2 separate regions of the Mus musculus genome follow, and region 2 is linked to region 1. A link is a contact called in public promoter capture Hi-C data. All regions are on one chromosome and are shown on one strand. Each heading gives the region's core, a stretch centred on a gene start, on an enhancer-like site or on the middle of the called end of the contact. The rest is flanking DNA. Distances are from core to core; before and after follow the strand shown. Region 1 holds the start of AV064505 (expressed sequence AV064505). Region 2 holds the start of Trpc6 (transient receptor potential cation channel, subfamily C, member 6).

What was found. Promoter capture Hi-C pulls out the DNA fragments that hold promoters and counts their contacts.
Region 2: a contact with region 1 is called in a promoter capture Hi-C map of second pharyngeal arch cranial neural crest. The contact joins the promoter of Trpc6 here to the promoter of AV064505 in region 1. A contact is called at or near these places in 10 of 39 promoter capture datasets (the 3T3-L1 cell line, cranial neural crest, hematopoietic stem and progenitor cells and 5 more).

The regions. Positions count from the first base shown.
Region 1 is chr9:7,693,933-7,697,687 of GRCm38.p6, forward strand. It overlaps AV064505 (expressed sequence AV064505), which reads right to left and starts at 1,699. Exons shown (of 4, transcript NR_126562.1): 1 at 1,562-1,699. It overlaps Mmp7 (matrix metallopeptidase 7), which reads left to right. Exons shown (of 6, transcript NM_010810.5): 2 at 1,224-1,450; 3 at 1,536-1,684; 4 at 2,115-2,243; 5 at 3,656-3,755.
Region 2 is chr9:8,542,212-8,545,966 of GRCm38.p6, forward strand. Trpc6 (transient receptor potential cation channel, subfamily C, member 6) reads left to right here and starts at 1,931. Exons shown (of 13, transcript NM_013838.2): 1 at 1,931-2,387. The coding sequence starts at 2,221.

The DNA.
Region 1 (3,755 bases), core at 449-2,948:
TGCTTGGGGAGATCTGGGGTTCTGTTTTATTCTGACACCTCCTAAATGGGCTATGGGGAGAAAGAGGAAAAAGGAAAAAGGGACTACAGATAAGGTATCTCCAGACCAGGTCTGCTGCGGACTCAGTGTGTGAACCTGAACAAAGAAGCCTGTGGATGGTATGATATGTGGTCTCTTCCTGGACTGTTAAGTCAGACTACTTAAACTAACAATCACCTGACTTCTTCTCCATATGGAATTAATAATAACCAGATGGCAGCAGCTCTCGTATGGCTAGTGAACCTCACATCGCCCCATAGGGTCTAACTATGTCTAACAAACTCTCTCTCTCTCTCTCTCTCTCTATGTGTGTGTGTGTGTGTGTGTGTGTGTGTGTCTGTCTGTCTCTCTGTATGTATGTGTGTATAAGTGTGTATGTATGTGTGGTTTTGTGTATATGTGGCTGTATGCATGTTTGTGTATATGTATGTATATGTGTATGTATGTGTGTTTATATGTGTACATGTGTTTATGTTTGTATGTATATGTGAGTCTGTGTGTGAGTATGTGTATGAATGTGTTTGTGTGTATGTGTATATATGTGTGAGTATGCAAGTGTGTTCATGTATGAGTATGTGCATGTGTATGTGTGTACATGTATGTATAGTGTATGCATGTGTGTGTGTATATATATATATATTGTATATTGTAAGTATGTCCATGCTTGTGCATGTATGTGTGTGTATGTGTGAGTGTGTGTGTGTTTGTATGTGTGTGTCTGTGTGTAGGCCATAGTTTGATACTGGGCATCTTTATTGATCCTCCTGTCTCTCCCTCCCTGGCATTGGAGTTACAGAAGCACCCAATTTTTAACATAGGTTCTGGGAATCAAACTCAGATTTTTGAGGTAAGCTCTTCTCTGACTAAGACATTTCCCCAACCTTTCTTGTGCTTGCTGAAGACACACTGACACTTCTAACTACTCTAAAAATAAGAGCAAGCTTTAGAAAGTGGGTAGTGTGTTTATCCTCCAGGTATGCACGGAGAATACAGTATGCTATGACATTTTTCTCTCCGTCTTATGCAATAGCATAATATTCCATCTCCCCTCACCAGTAATACTTGCTTTATTCCATAATTGCATAACAATTCTGTCTTCAAATTACTATCTAAATCCATAACAACGTCATGTATAAGGGATGCAGATTTTCAAATAAAAGATTTTTTTGTTCTCTGTCTACCAGAATTATCTTAGAAAATTTTACCCTCATGACTCTAAAACAAAGAAGGTCAATAGTCTAGTGGACAACCTCAAGGAAATGCAGAAGTTCTTTGGCCTGCCCATGACTGGAAAACTCTCCCCCTACATCATGGAAATAATGCAGAAACCTAGGTGTGGAGTGCCAGATGTTGCAGAATACTCACTAATGCCAAACAGTCCAAAATGGCATTCCAGAATTGTCACCTACAGGTGAGGCTCATTTTAGCTCATTCTGGTGGAGGCAACAAAACCCTTTTCCTGAGAACGCAAACACTGAATTCTTGTGTGCCTTCAGAATTGTATCCTATACTTCAGACTTACCTCGGATCGTAGTGGATCAAATCGTGAAAAAAGCTCTCAGAATGTGGAGTATGCAGATCCCACTGAACTTCAAGAGGGTTAGTTGGGGGACTGCGGATATCATAATTGGCTTCGCAAGGAGAGGTAAGAATGGCTCCTTCAGGCTAATCCTGTGTGCTGTTTATATTAGTGTTCTCCTTTCAAAATTTAAGTCCTTTCATGAGCACTCAAGTCAGCTTTTATTGGTGAAACATATGTTTAACTTATGGGAGAGGGTTTGATTTCTATTTTCAGTATCACACACATGCACACGCACACACACACACACATACGGTTTTAAGATCCTTCAGTATACAATGGTCGACAATGATAATCAGAGGATCTAATAAAAGCCAGATGCCTGGACCAGATCCACAGCCAGCTCATTCTCTGTGTTAAACTGACTATTGGTACCAAGAGGGTCAACCAATTGAACTGGCTTCTTTCTCCAATATTCATAATCACATGATTATGGAGAGAGTAGAAGGCCAAGAAAAACCTAGACACTGATAGTAATTACTGTGTGCTTTTGCAGATCATGGAGACAGCTTCCCCTTTGATGGGCCAGGGAACACTCTAGGTCATGCCTTCGCACCTGGGCCAGGCCTAGGCGGAGATGCTCACTTTGACAAGGATGAGTACTGGACTGATGGTGAGGACGCAGGTACAGTATCCTATGTCTCTTCTATGATCATTGCTTTAATTATAATCATTAGAGGCCCCTTAAATGTCAAGTAATATACTAGATGTGTTAAATGTTTTATCTCATTTAATATTTTCTTTTTTTAATTTGTGTGTGGTATATGTAGAGACCTACTTGATAGGAAAGAACTGACTGTCACAGGTTGTCCTCTGACCTCCATATTTGTACTGTGGCACAAGTATACATATAGGCACAGATTAAATAAAAATAAATAAATAAGATAAGATAAGATGGGGTGAGAGATGGAATGGGATGAGATAAGATAAGATAGGATATGAACCAGAAGAGCAGTCAAAGCAGTTAGCTGCCCCTACCTAGCCCAAAGCTAACATAAAGATCAAAGTTAAACTCATTAACTATCTCAGAACTTGAGGCCACAAAGAACAGCTTCTAACTGACTACAAAATTAAAGCCAACACTAACCATATGCAGTGAATTTAATTATGTCTTCCTTGGTAACCCAAGGAGATGGACATAGTTCTCACACCCAAGGCTCCCAAAAATGCTCTGGTCAGAACTTCTCCACAGAAGCTTCAACACAGAGATTTGAAGTAACTGGGTCAGTCCCCAGTGCATTCTGTCCCCTCCCCCACCCTCCCCACCCCTCCCCAACACCACCTCCTCAACACCCCACTTCGCCTTCCAGAAAAGCATATAATTCTTTCCCTGAATTCTGGTTTCATAAAGAACTACTGTAGACACTTTTTCTGTTCTCCTTTGGCTCCTTATCTGGGAGGTTGGTTTAGGGTATATGTTCTTAACCTTAGGTTACTCACTGAAGGACCAAAGTTCTTTTTATTTCTATTTTAATTTGAATGTGACATGTCCCCATGAATGCCTGCAATTGCACACTTGGTTCCCAGTTGGTGGCACAGTTTAGGAAGGTTATGGAGCCTTTAGAAGGTGACATCTTGCTGGGGGAGGGCAGGCTTTGATGGGTTATAGCACCCTACCTTATGCTCCCTCGCTCTCTCTTCCTCTCTCCCTCCCTTCCTTCCTCTCCCTCCCCCTGTACCTCCCCCTCCCTCCCCCACTCTCTGAGTCTCTCCCCTTGTGTATATATGAAATTGATCTACAGATTGCTTTCCTGCCACCAGCTGTTGCCATAACTTCTTTGACATTATGGATTCCATCCCTCCGACAACATAAGCCAAAATAAACTCTTCCTTCAGTTGCTTAGGACATGGCGTTTGTCCCCACCACGGAAAAGCAAACAATGCACTCTCCTTTCAGCCTCCTCCCTTTGAAGGAAGTAACCAATAACTGAGGAAACCTGGGGACTAGGTAGTCTTTTGCATTATAATGTGATAGATTTATTACAGGCATTTATATAGTTATTTTAATATTTACCATATGCATTTCCCTGTCTGTAGGAGTGAACTTCCTGTTTGCTGCCACCCATGAATTTGGCCACTCTCTGGGTCTGAGTCACTCTTCTGTTCCCGGTACTGTGATGTACCCTACCTATCAAAG
Region 2 (3,755 bases), core at 681-3,180, 850 kb after region 1:
CTTTAAGGGATGTTTGTGTTCCTTCTTTAAGACCTTCTACTTGTTTAGCAGTGTTTCCCTGTAATTCTTTAAGGGATTTTGTGCTTCCTCTTTAAAGCCTTCTAGCTGTTTAGCTGTGTTCTCCTGTATTTCTATAAGTGAGTTATTTATTTCCTTCTTAAAATCCTCTACCAGCATCATGAGATATGATTTTAAATCTTAGTCTTGCTTTTCGGGTGTGTTGGTGTGTCCAGGACTCACTGTGTTGGGAGTGCTGGGTTCTGATTGTGGTGAGTGGTCTTGGTTTCTGTTAGTAAGATTCTTAAGTTTGCCTTTCCCCATCTGGTAATCTCTGGCACTAGTTGTTATAGCTATCTCTGGCTGGAGCTTTTGCCTCCTGTGATTCTGTTAGTCTCTGTCACCCCTCCTGCAAGTCTACTCTCTCCTGAGTCTCTCTGGTCAGAGTACTCTCTGCAGGCAAGCTCTCCTCTTGCAGGGAAAGTGCACAGAGGTCTGGAGCTCAGCTGTGCTTCCTGGCTGAAGATGAAGGCCTGAAAGGGGCCCTGTCCCAGAAGGTATGTTGCTTCTGCAGCCCGAGTGCTCTCCTGTGCAGACTGGTCTCTGAGGGACCTGGGATAGAAGATTGTATGTGCTTTTTAATTTATATGTTTTTTTTTCTTCATCTTTTCTTTTGAGGTAGATTGTGACTCTGTAGGCCAGGCTTGCTTGGAACTCATATATAGTCAAGGTTAGACTTGAACTCTCCCCAATCTTCTGCCTCAGGATTTCAAGTGCAGGGTTTAGAGGTGAGTGTTATATGCTCTGATTATTTAACCAACATTTCTCTTTCCTGGGAGCACTGTTAGGACAGACAGTCCTTCAACTGATTGTCCCTGAATCCTAAAATAGTTGTTGGTATGCATTAAATAGTGATGAATAGTGAGTGAATGGATTCTTAATTTTCTTTTAATTCAACCACTATAAATACTCATTTATTGTGTGTGTGTGTGTGTGTCTGTCTGTCTGTCTGTCTATCTCTGTGTGACTTTCTGTGTGTCTGTCTCTGTGTGCATAGGGTGGGGAATTTGAATGCCCATGTGGATCAATTTAAGTTTTCTTTCTCTGTCAACCCTCCACCAGACTTTTTCAAGCAGGGCTCACTGAATCTGGAGTTTGCTGTTTTGGCTAGATTAGCTGGCCAGCCAGCTTCAAATTAGAGATGTCCTTCACCATGGAAGACTGTTATGTAAATACTGGAGACCTCAACGCATGTCCCCATACTTTTGCTCCAAGCACTTTAACCACTGAGAGAAATCCCATTTGTTCTTGTTGAGAAGGTTTTGATTTTGACAGATGTATGCCAATTGATCAGATTGTTAAAACAAGTTTTCAAAGCAGTTAGGACATTGGAGAAAATACACGATTTATGGCATTCAAATGAATCAGGGAGGATTTTCCTTAAAGCAAGCAGACACCATCGGAAAATGCCCTTTTTCTGTTGGTTTTTTTTCAGGAACCAGGAACATTCCACGGTAAGAACACAGACTGCTCTTCCATTACGTCGGAGCTTGGGAATGGGAGAGAAACATCTCAAGAAAATGAAGGAAGCGTGGAAGAAGGAGAAGATCTCGATTTCTGAGTGTTACTTAAAAGAAACTTCCTCGAAAGCCCTCCCTTGGTGTTACTTAAGAACCCTACTTTGGGAGCAGTTTACCCTCCCAAGCCCAAATAAAGAATGTGCCTGGCTCCCACTAGTTTAGTTTATTCTAGCTCTGTAAGTTGTGGCTTCCAGACAGGGGTCGGCGGATTTCTGGACGGTCCTTTCGATCCCTTTAAAGGTGGGGATCGTGACGGAGGACGTGGGGGAAGAAGGCGGGAGGCGAGGGCTGGAGAGTCACGGTTGACATAGTAACTCTTCAGCGGCTCTCCCTAGCGGCTGCCACTGAGGCCCCGCCTGTGCCCTCTGCCTGGGAGCCTGGGGCCGCCTGTCTGCGCGGTCCGGATGCGCTCAGGTCAAGGTTCCTTTCGCGGCTGTCTCCCAAGCCCCTAACTAGTGACTTCCACTGTGGCGGGCAGGGAAGCCATTGGCAGAACCTAGCCAGTCAGGAATCTGCATCTCTTCCCTCATTATCCTCTCCCTGGCATTGCTTTGCTCGGGTCCAGCTCAGTTGGTGACGCGGCCCCTTCTCCCCAGGTTCCCATCCACGGAAGCAGGGGTGCAGGCCGGCCAGGCACTGTGCCATGAGCCAGAGCCCGAGGTTCGTGACCCGGAGGGGCGGCTCTCTAAAGGCTGCCCCTGGAGCCGGCACCCGGCGCAACGAGAGCCAGGACTATTTGCTGATGGACGAGCTGGGAGACGACGGCTACCCGCAGCTCCCGCTGCCACCGTATGGCTACTACCCCAGCTTGTAAGTATGGGCGAGGGCAGCACGGGTTGCAGGAGTGGGTCCCGTGCGCGCCTCAACAGCCATGTGTCTCCAGACTTCCAGACAAGCGAGGGGTGCTAGCGCAGATGGGACGAGGCTGGCTGCTGGTGAGCACTCAAAGGCTGCGCTCACCCTCAGATTGAGCCCATGTGGTTCCCTCCCCACTACTCCTGTTGGGATACCAGGTCACCACAGGGGATCTAATGCTTGTCACCACAGGGGGAAGGAGAGCTATGCTTGGTCAATGTCTACAGCTCCTGCTACCTTGAGGAACTCTGCTCAACAGGCACGATCTGATCAGGTTCCAGTTTTTGCTCCAGTGATACCTTTTGTGTGATCAGAACTCTAAGGGTCTTTGAAGAAACCCACCATAGTGCACTCTCTAGTTCTACCAAGTCCTCTGGTCTTGAGCACGGATTACTTAGGGAGAGAATGGGCAACCTCCTTCTCACCCTGGAGCTGAGATTAAACGGGGGAGATAGACCTCAGGATTTTGTACCCATAGGATAGAAAAACAGAGACCAGCTCTTTACTAGTGGCATCTCAATAACTACGAGCCTTTTTTAACAACAACAGCACCAGCAGCAACAACAACAACTGACCCCCACTCCCCTCCCATGAGGTTGGTGACAGTGGTGCTGTGAAGGGACAGACAGCAGATAATAGAATGGAGAAACAAAGTCTTCCTTTCTCTTTTGCCCCTGGCAGGCTGTGAGCACTTGTGTAGTAGACCTACAGTATTTCTGGCTCTTTACACCTTCCCTTAATCTCTGCTTGACCGAATACCCAGGTTTCCTGGCCTGTCACAGCCTTCCGCAAGCTGTTTCCTAGGAAAGCCTTTATCAGTTTGGTTAGTTCTTCTAGAGTATGGAGGGGTGGTGATATCCAACCCACCTCCATTGGGGGGTGAGGGGGCTGGCATACCCTGATGACTTAGCTTGGCTTTTAGAGCTGTGATCAGGGCTGAGAGAGTCAAAGCCTGCTGTGGTTTATTTTCTTGGTGAGAGCTGAGCCCCCAGGAAATGGGGCATCTACATTTTCTTGAGGATGAAAAAAAAAAAAAGTTGGATGTGTTTCCATTCATCTGAGCTGTGCAAGTCAAACACATCTACTCTAACTGACCCTTCCATTTCTGGGAAATTAAGATATAATTCAGACAAGATAAAACTCACCTCTTAAGTTATACTGTCCAGTATTTTTTTTCCTAATGTAATAGTCATTACCTTTTGTATCCACAGTCTGTAGGTAATTTCAGGACATTTTTGTCAATGTTATATTTGCTGTCCAATTAGAAATCTCTTTCTTTCTTTCCTTCCCTCTGCCTCCGTCCCTGAGGGTGTGCAGGGGTGG